Regions from separate parts of the Mus musculus genome. Here all the other regions are linked to region 1. The links are chromatin contacts, called in public HiChIP or PLAC-seq maps. All regions are on one chromosome and are shown on one strand. Each heading gives the region's core, a stretch centred on a gene start, on an enhancer-like site or on the middle of the called end of the contact. The rest is flanking DNA. Distances are from core to core; before and after follow the strand shown.

Region 1 (3,269 bases), core at 467-2,966:
TAAAACCAGCTTATGCCAATGACTTCAGCATCTGAAGCAATTCCCAGAAAACTCACTTGTTTGGGGTGGATAGGACATATCAGCTAGGGGTTAGTCATTCCCTTCATAAAACTGTCTATTGATGGTATATAAAAGTCACTTAATTCTTGGAGTTAGAAAGATGGATATATGACCCCTGCTTATCCACAGTAAGGTGAGCACATAGTGAGCAGTAATGTGAAGAGTTAGAATTTTAAGAACAAAGTAGATAAAGTACAGCTCAGACAATTCACTCTCAGGTGTGCACCCAAGAGAACTGTAACCAGAAACATCTGTACACTTAGAACCGCACTCTTCACAGTAGCCAAATGTGAAAACCAGCCATATGTCCATCTGTGGTAAAAGTAGACTTTCATATATAACATAGCCATACATCACAATTTGTGGTGTGATAAGACTGAATCACTAATAGATTCTGTATGCACATGAAGGATTTATGAAATATTATTCTAAATGAGTTTTTAAAGAGACTACATGTCTCCAATTATAAAAAGACCAGAATAGGAAACACCGTGTAGGAGACAGAAAGTAAACTAGTGCTTGCATAGGGCTTGTTGGGAACTGGAGGCAGGGTGATGAAGAATACAGGATTTCTTTTTAAGAAAATAAAAATGTAAAATTCACTGTGGTGATAAGCCCACATACTTTAAATATGGAAACCCCTGGTGTATGGAATACCTGAGATGGGGAGTGGTGTGTTAGGAAAAGTTTATCTTGATAAAGCTGATTACCTGGAAAAAACAAAAGGAACAGAAACTGAGAGTGATTAGCAACTATTCTGCCCCACTCCCACCCTGCAGAGAGTTGGGGAGGGGAGCACAAACCTGCATTGTTGAGGCAAGGCAGGCAGAGTCTGGAAATGAGGGAATCTTTTCAGGAATCCTGGTAAGGTCGGTACTATTGTTGTAGAGCTAATTAGGACAGTGCAACTTACAGCTAAAGGAAGAGTGCTTTGAACTTGGGAGAGTGGGGCGGCTGTCCCTAGTTCAAAGTCTGATGGGCAGCTCCTCAAAGCTGGAAAACTGTCTCACACTAGAACGGGAAATCCTATTTGCAAATGAAGGAATTCTCCCCTGTATGACTAGCTCCATCAAATTCAAGGTGCTGAGGAAGTGTGATGGAATTCCTTTGTTTCCTGTTTGCAATGCTTTGTGTTGTACGTTTTCATCTGTTGCTGAATCTCTCAGCTATCTATGGTCATTTTAACAAGTGAGTTTATAGGCATGGCATAAAATGCTCTGTGCGTGATCCCCCAGTGACCACAGCATTCTGGGAATATGGTCTAGGACTCTTTATCGCCACCGACAACAACAAAGAACATATCCTGCTACAGACACTGACTTTCCTAGAAAAAAGTTAACTCTCTGAAAGGTAAGGCTGGGGATTGGCAATACAGAGATAGAAACAAAGGCTTCCTAGGTCTTTTGCCTTTGAAATCAGAAAACGGCTCCTTGACAGAGAGCATATTTGAACTTGCTGAAGTCTTTCTTTATAACCACATCACCTCGAAAGCAATATCTTATGTATAGAAAGCAATTTTGCTCTATTACATTAAGGCATTAGGCATGTGTGGCCTGTGTCTGTCAGCACTTTCTCCTGTGGCTACAGCTGCTGTCACTGCCCAGTGACTGTCTCAGTGTCTGAGGCTCCCAGCCCAGTCTCACTGTTTGTGGCTGTCATCACCATCACATACAAGCTGTTGCCCCTGCCACCGCCTTCCTGCTGCTAATGGGGCTGACTGGCACCTCTCCATGCCACATCAAGGTGCAGATGTTGTCACCCTGCCAGGCTCAGAGCCATCTAACACCCTCTCCTGGCAGAATTCATTATCACTTTCCCAGAAAGGATAGGATGCCAGCTAAGACCAGCCTAGCCTGAGCTCACCAGCCTTTTGGTGGGGGGACTATGGTAGTCACCTTGCTACCTGTGCAATCTGGTAGCTGTCAATGAGACAGCACCTAGGGACTTACAGAATCCTGCATGTTTAAGAGTTTACCATAGACTACCACAGTGGGCCCAACAGTCTCTTTAGTTTCTGGAATGAAAAGCTATTCTGTGTAGCTTCAATAGCCTCTTCCTCCTCCCAGTGTGGCCACTTAGGTCCCACAGGTAAGTAGTATCTTTCCTCCTTTAGCACTATTTGGGAAGTTACTGCCAATTTGGAACTCTAGCCAGAGCTATGCAGTGAGACACCGTCTTGGGAGGGGGGAGTGTGTGTGTCATATGACAGTGTCTCACATGACACTTTTGACAATGCCTACAAGGTCCGCATTAATGTCAGGTACCCTGTGGTAGACTGCACAGCCAGACAGGAATGAATCACAAGTGAAAACAAACAGGAAATGGGTTTCCACTGAACCAGAGACAGAGACATATTCCTGAAACCCAGAGCACTGGAGCCCTGGAGATGTGAACACATGCAAAGCTTACCAACACAAGACAGAAAGGAAAACAGTGAGAGTGGAAAGAAAGACCGTGATACTGCTTCCCTCCCTTCACAAAGATTACAACATTTACTGTGAAGGTTCCATGTTAGGAAATACATAGAGAGCATCAGCACTCCAGAATACATAACCTTCTAATGCAAGATTGAAGAAAACAACGGCCAGACAGTTGGAATCCCAGCTGTTCCCCCAGAGAACTCCACCTATGGGCACCTTTCACACCACTCCCATTGCCCTCCCAGGCACAGGAGCACTGATCATGTCCTGCTAGGGAACTAACAATCAAATGCGTGTTCAAGCAAAAAAAAAAAAAAAAAAAAAAAAAAAAAAGCAAAAAAAAAAACACAAAAAACAAAAAACAAAAGAAAGAAAGAAAATAGCAGTGAGACTCAGTCGATCCTGGACAAACCTGGACAAACAGTGAAGTCAGGACCATGAGGCAACTCAGAGATGAACCTGTCACAGCTGGAAAAGAAGGATGCAGCTCCCTTGGGAAAGTCTGGGGTAGTGGGGGACACCCAAAAATAGATACTGCTACTAAGGGGCTAAAAGGAAGCAAGATCTGATAAATATAAGTAATATAAGAAAAAGAACGCAGGATTGGAAATGTTCAAAGGAAAAACTAATCATTCGTGTAAAACAATTTTTTGTAATAATTGCCTTTGAGGGACTTAGGGATTGTTTCTGTCCATGAAGAAATAAGGCCTTACCCTGTGCCTTCCCAGCACTAACCGGTAATTGTGTACATGGTGACATCAGTCCGTTGGTTTCTCATGAATCCTCATG
Region 2 (3,269 bases), core at 232-2,731, 970 kb before region 1:
TCAGAGAAAGCTGTCATTTAATTATCACCTCTCTTCCAACTCTTCCTTTGTCTTCTTCTGGAACTTAGGCTATCTTATCACACACAATATGCACATAAGAAATCAAGATACATCTTAAGCTGGTGGCATCTCATGATCAAGTGGCAACAAGTACCAATGTACAGATGGTGGCCTGTGAGCTACTGTGGAGACCTCCTGCAAGAAGCTGCTCCCGCTGAGGAGGGCTGTCCCCTTCTGTCTGTGACAAAGAGGCTTCTCCTTCTTTCCATCTGCTACTTCATCTGGGCCGAGACCCACCTCTGTACCACCCTCACTGAAAATACCTGAAGAGCCAAGAAACATGTCCTTGGGTGGCCAGCAGTGTGTGATCAGCCAACAGACCTGTAACTGAGAAAGTCTCCACATTCCATCTCCCCACACCACACCCACCTAAATAGTTGACAGAGATGGACCCCAAACATACTCTTAGGAGCATCCTTAAAACTGAGTCCACCTCTGTGTATTCTTATGCTACACCAAAAAAAAAATCCACTGGCTCACCCCACTCTCAGGCTTTTTGAAGAAATTGTTATTGGAAATGAGACAGGAAATGAAAGGGGGAAAAGAAAACAGTTCAACAATGAGCAACACTGGTGACAAACCTCCAATGGACCACGGACCCTTCCACTTTTAAAGGTCTTAATCATAGCGTTACATTTTAAGAGTGACTTAAAGAACTTTAGAATAAAGTTAATAAATTAAAAGCTAGAGTGCAGGTGGCAGATGTGGTGGCCCAAGCCCGTGATTCCAAAAGTGGAAGGCAGAGGCAGAAGCAAGAGGACAGGGAACTTGAGTATAGATAGCCTGAACTACATAATGAAACCCTGAATCAAACAAAATAAAACCACAATAAAGACTGGATGGGTTGATCTGGCAATGGGGGTGGACTAAATTGAAAACTAATGCTTATGAAAATAGTGTTTGTATATCATCTTTTCTTGATTGGCTACACTTTTCTAAAAAGAAACTTGTGCTCTAGCACAGGCCCCATGTATTACAGGCACTGTGAAGTCACTGTGTACACAAAGAACAAACTGTAGACCACAATCAAACAAAGGCAATGTTCCACAGGGACAGAGCAGCAGCGGGGTACATCATAAGGATGCAGGACAACCAAGTGAGGAAAGGAAAGACCTATATGGCTTTCAGACCATCAACGGAAAGCTGCAGGTCTAATGAAGCTGTGTAAGGAAACAGGACAATCCCTCTCCAGAGGAACACTGCGAAACTAATCCTGAATCCCCTTCAACAAAGGATAAGCAGCCTCTTAAGAATCAAATTTGTATCGTCGGGCACAGTGCAATCCCATGATTCACTAGTTAAACACGCGCCTCTAATCCACATCAGTCTCCTCTGAAGAAAGATGGCCTCAAATGCTTAACTCCGCACCCTCAGGAAACGTGAGAAGTGCTGACGAGGCCTATCCGGCCCTAAGCCAACTGTCCCATCTAGTAAAAGTCACCTTGGCACGCAGAGGAAGCACAGCGACAACTCCGGCACCCACTACTGCTCCACAGCAGTCAATTTTCAGGCTTCCCTGACACTATCCATCAGCCAACAAGTTGTTCCTTGGCAGATACTTTATTTCTAGTAGTCCCTCTGAAACCATGTTTAAAAAAAAATAAAGCAAATTCTAATAAAAATGAATTGATCTGAATGCCACACCAAGTCATATACTGGATTTTATTTTAATTTTCACCTTAAACATGAAAAGAGATGGTGAAAGTATGCAGATAAAAAGAAAGAAGTGGAATTGCTGACACCCTCTTGAGGATAACTCCAGTGCATTCCCTCACCAGGATTTCTCTTTCTCCACGACACTTAATATGTGATCGACATAAAAGAGCTGCACATTACTTAATATAAACATTTCTATGAATTTGGAAATAAGTAAACACCCATGAAGCCACGCTACCATCACGGCCATTAGCATCACTGTCATTTTCCAAAGCGTTCCAACCCTAATTATCTTAGATTTATTTAGTTTTAATTGTGTGCATGCGCCTATCTGTGGGTATGTGCATTTGAGGGCAGGTGCCTGTGGAGGGGTCGGATCCCCTGCAGCTGGAGTTACAGGCATTTGTGATCCAACTGACCTAAGTGCTGGGAACCAAGAGTGGGTCTTCTGCAGGAGCAGCATACCTTCTGATCACTGAGCCATCTCTCTAACTCCTCCATTATTATTATTAATACCAATGTTGCTGCGTGTAAAATTAACATATAGTTTAACCTCTTAACAAATCCTAGTTTACAACACAGTATTGTCAGATACAGGAATTATACTATATCCTCACTTGATATTTCTATCTCTGACTCAAAAGTTCAACTATAAATGTACTTCAAGAATTAAAAATTATTATACAGAATTCACATCAAAGACTTTATAAAAAAAGAAGTTGCCTGAATTATAGTACAAATCAAGTTTTGTTTTGTTTTTAAAGTCTAATGTGTAGATTACAGCACGCAGACAGGGAATCAACCTACAGGAGGCAGGCTTAACATTCAGGCTTTGCTCTGAGCTTCTCACAAAACATGATTTAAATGCACTCTAACAAAAGACGCCAGACCTCTGTGGTCCTTTCACCCCCTACTCTGTTCACTGTGTTCTCTGTAGCACGGGAGATTTTTTAAACTTGTAAGTCATACATATTATGTACATTTTTACATGTATAACACTGTCTACTAATATAATAGCTGCTACTTACAAAGAACCCTCTAATGCCACCCACATATTTTAACACGTTTACACACACAATTTCATTTATTTCTCATAAAAATCCCTCAGGGGAGCTGTACTCCCAATTCAGACCCAAAGAAAACAAAGATGGAAAGTTAAACAAATGGCTCAGAATTACACAGGCAAATAAGAGGCAGAACTCAAACTGAAGATTTATGACTCAAAACAAATGGCGGTCACTGTGTTGTGATCTTAACTGTATGAAACCCAATGCTCCAATAGGACACTCTAAGAGCATGTTCAGTTCTGAGTCCAAGTTTAGCTTCAGCTAGCTGTTCATGGCCATAACTAAAGCCTTCCATCTGCATGCATTTTCTCAGTGCATTGTCCTGTGGTCTGAACTTTAACTCTATCCTCATGCAACTGCAGAGGCAAGCACAGTGATTGACATCACATGGCAACAGGTGACAAATAATGTGTTCGCCTCCCTTTTTCATTCATAGATGCTTGAGGCTGAGATGGCTGTTAAAAAAGAGCCATTCCTGGGCTGGAG
Region 3 (3,269 bases), core at 342-2,841, 550 kb before region 1:
ACATGGAAGGATTTCCTTAAAGTTGAGCTGTCTAACCATAGATAGACCTTCATACCTTGTCTCCTGAGATCTTTTTGCCAGTCCTCTTCACTGATTGCCATGTGGAACTTAGTATTCAGGATGCTGGCAGTCAAATATTTCTTTAATGTATTTTCAAAGGGCAAGTGTAACTTCTGTTCCATTGTTCTTCCTCTTATATAAGTTCCCAGGTAGAGAAATTATGCTCCTTTCATATAGAAGTTCCTAGATAGAGAAATTATTCTAGCTATAATCATAATAATTCTGGTTAAGAGGAGTAGAAAAGTCAGTTGGTAGATTTTTCAGGCGAGAATCTATTTTCTTATTATAGAAAAAAGATGGGAGACATAACTACCTAGTGTTTTCATTATTTGCTTTCAGTCTGTGATGCTTTCAAGAGTCTGAGAAATAGGGTATTTAACTTCTCAACTTATGACTGATAGGATCATCGTAAAAGTGCTCCAGTCTAATGGAAGCTTAAAATGCAGTCCTTAGAAGTGTTGGATTGCACTTGACAGTGATTTGTATGACTATGGATTATTAAACCTCAGCCTAGAGAATGTCCTGATTTTAAAATTCCCTGTTTTATTCACTTGGTCTGCTGTGAGGAGCAGTCATGCTTTCTGTTGTCTTATGTGGTAGATTAAGTTCTAGTTAAGGCCAACAAAGCTGAGCTCCAAGGGAGCCTTCCTTCTGTGGACTTTCAGACAGAGTTGTCCCCGATTCCTTGCTTCCTTCGCTCTTGACCTTGTTCTCTATGGACAACTAAGTGCTGTTGTTTCAGCAGGCATAAGCATGAGTCTCCAGTTGACATGTGTCCCTCTGAATGTGTCCCTCAGAGATCAGTGACTGCTATATGCACCATTTTATTATATTTAGTAAGTGAGCCCTCATCATTTCTTAAAAAAACCTTGTGGTTTAGGCAGCTTTGATGAGTTATGCACAAACTTGGTGGTCAAAAATTTACAGGATTTATAAATCAGGAAACTTTGATTTTCGTAATTGGGGCTTGAAAACTTGTTTAACATAATTATCAAGTTATTTAGTTTTTCTGTATCAGTATTTGTCTGTGTACTAGTCAGTGTTCTATTGCTGTGAAGAGACATCCTGACCATGACAACTGTTATAAAAGAAAGTATTTAATTGTGGGCTTGCTCACAGTTTTAGAGGGTTAGTCTGTTATCATCATAGTGGGAGCATGGGGACATGGGAGCATTAAGGCAGGCACGGTGGTGCAGGTTGAGAGCTACAGTTTGAATCATACATCTCTCTCTCTCTCTCTCTCTCTCTCTCTCTCTCTCTCTCTCTCACACACACACACACACACACACACACAGACACACAGACACACACACACACACAGAGAAACAGAGCGAGATGGAGACAGAGAGGGAGAGGGAGAGGCAGGCAGGCCTGTCATAGGCTTTTGATACCTCAGAGCCCATTCTCATTGATATATTTTCTCTAACAAGGCCACACTTATTCCAGAAAGGCCACACCTCCTAATCTTTTAATTGTTTCAGACAGTTCCACTCCCTGGTGACTAAGCATTCAGATATATCAGCCTGTGGAGCCATTCTTGCTCAAACCACCACAGTATGTTTTATGACTATGCCACTTGGTGTTTGTTCCACAAATACCCACTGTAACTTGAATATATTTCCTTGTTTTCTACAGTGTTTTTGGACTCAATGCTATTTTGATAAGATTACTTGCAGTGATTATTATATAGTCCTTCGTTTTTGTTTATCCTTTCACCTTTCCTGCTTTCACGTTACTGTATGAACATTTTGAGATAGCTAAAACTTAAATACTTTGTGTAATGAATCTCAGTTTAACTGAAGGTGTATTGATGCCCCAGAAAAGCTGAAGGATCAGGGTGAGTACTAACCAAGGGAGAGATGACTGCAGGATAAATATCAAGGTTATTAATAGTTGGGTTGGAAAGACTGATAAAGGAGAAGCGGGTAGGATAATGACTTAATAAGTACAATAGTATTGAAACAATGGAGTCTTAGGCTATTAGGGAAAGAATTGACAGAAACATGGCTTTTTATGTTGTGTGATAATCAATTTTAATGATGTTTTCCTTGGACCTAAAATAATGAACCAAGTATAAAACTTCTTTGCAATAATGGTTTGAACATTATTTAAAATATTTCTTTAGGAAATTATCAGCCTTCCATTTGTTTATGAAATTTCCTTCCTTCCTTTTGTTAGTTAATTTATTTTATTGAGTATTAGAACCAACATTTTTGTATAATTTTAAATAATTTGAAATTTTAAAAAGTTAAGATACAATTTACCTTTAGTAAAATATCATTTTAGAAGATAGTATTAGTTTCTTTTAATATTTTAATATTCTCTCAATTATCAACACTTTCTAAAACTGGAATGTGTTTGTCATTCAGAAAGGAAGTTGGTCATCAACTGTCAATCACCATCACCAGTGTCTCCTTTTCCTTTTTCTCAACCTTTGGTAACCACCAACTTCCCTTTGACTCCATATATCTATTTTTTTCTCTATACTCTCTATAAATGAGATTGTTCATTACATTGCCTTTGTGTATTGGTCTATTATACAGTGTAAAGTTTTTAAGGGTCATTTGTGTAATAGCCTACCTATCTCAGTTCCAGTATTCTTACTGTTTCTTATATTTTTAATTTTATTAATTCTTTGAAGATTCCATGTAATGCATTTTGATTGTCATCATCCCCTCCACTCACCTCTCCACATTCCTTAACCATCCAAATTGGTTTAATACCTTTTTGACTTTTTAAACAGTTGGTTATAGTTGGTTCTGCACATATACTCTTGTGTATGTGGACTTCACTGGAATGTAATCACCCATTTGGTCATGTACCATTTAAGAAAAACACCTCACTTTTTATTAGCTATTAACTGCCAACATTTTTTTGTCGGTGGTGAGACTTTATGCTTACCTCCCTTCTTCATGCTGGATTTGTCTGGCCTGAGCCAGCTCAGGTCTTGTTTGTGCTAGCTCAATTGCTGAGAATTCATTGGTGCAACTTCTCTGTGGTGTTTGAAAGCCACTGTTTTCTTGCAGTCATCCACATTATGGGTCTTGTGATCCTTCCATACCTTTTTCTGCCACAACCCCTGAGCCTTAGGATTAGCACATGTGATCTAGATGCACCTTCAGCATGGAGCAGTCTCAGTTCCTCATTCTCTGCCCTTAGATCACGTGTGGGTCTCCGTGTTCATTACCATCTGCTGCAAAGGGAAACTT

The links. HiChIP or PLAC-seq counts read pairs in DNA pulled down with a chosen protein or histone mark.
Region 2: a contact with region 1 is called in a FOXA1 HiChIP or PLAC-seq map of pancreatic cancer cells. The contact joins two enhancer-like sites. A contact is called at or near these places in 1 of 484 Hi-C or Micro-C datasets (the N1E-115 cell line) and 1 of 115 datasets of contacts at active chromatin or transcription factors (pancreatic cancer cells).
Region 3: a contact with region 1 is called in a FOXA1 HiChIP or PLAC-seq map of pancreatic cancer cells. The contact joins two enhancer-like sites. A contact is called at or near these places in 4 of 484 Hi-C or Micro-C datasets (the G1E-ER4 cell line, bone marrow-derived macrophages and cortical neurons) and 2 of 115 datasets of contacts at active chromatin or transcription factors (microglia and pancreatic cancer cells).

The regions. Positions count from the first base shown.
Region 1 is chr6:33,945,400-33,948,668 of GRCm38.p6, forward strand. The region is part of intron 17 of Exoc4 (exocyst complex component 4); the gene reads left to right. Among named protein-coding and RNA genes, the nearest start is that of Gm13853, 45 kb to the right of the region's middle. Within about 2 kb of position 1,717, at least 30 of the 459 cell types and tissues checked have an H3K27ac peak or open chromatin away from gene starts, as enhancers often do. A contact at or near this core is called in pancreatic cancer cells, where this site is marked.
Region 2 is chr6:32,979,985-32,983,253 of GRCm38.p6, forward strand. All of the region lies in intron 3 of Chchd3 (coiled-coil-helix-coiled-coil-helix domain containing 3), which reads right to left. Among named protein-coding and RNA genes, the nearest start is that of Chchd3, 79 kb to the right of the region's middle. Within about 2 kb of position 1,482, at least 17 of the 459 cell types and tissues checked have an H3K27ac peak or open chromatin away from gene starts, as enhancers often do. A contact at or near this core is called in pancreatic cancer cells, where this site is marked.
Region 3 is chr6:33,398,135-33,401,403 of GRCm38.p6, forward strand. All of the region lies in intron 7 of Exoc4 (exocyst complex component 4), which reads left to right. Among named protein-coding and RNA genes, the nearest start is that of Gm38785, 43 kb to the right of the region's middle. Within about 2 kb of position 1,592, at least 14 of the 459 cell types and tissues checked have an H3K27ac peak or open chromatin away from gene starts, as enhancers often do. A contact at or near this core is called in pancreatic cancer cells, where this site is marked.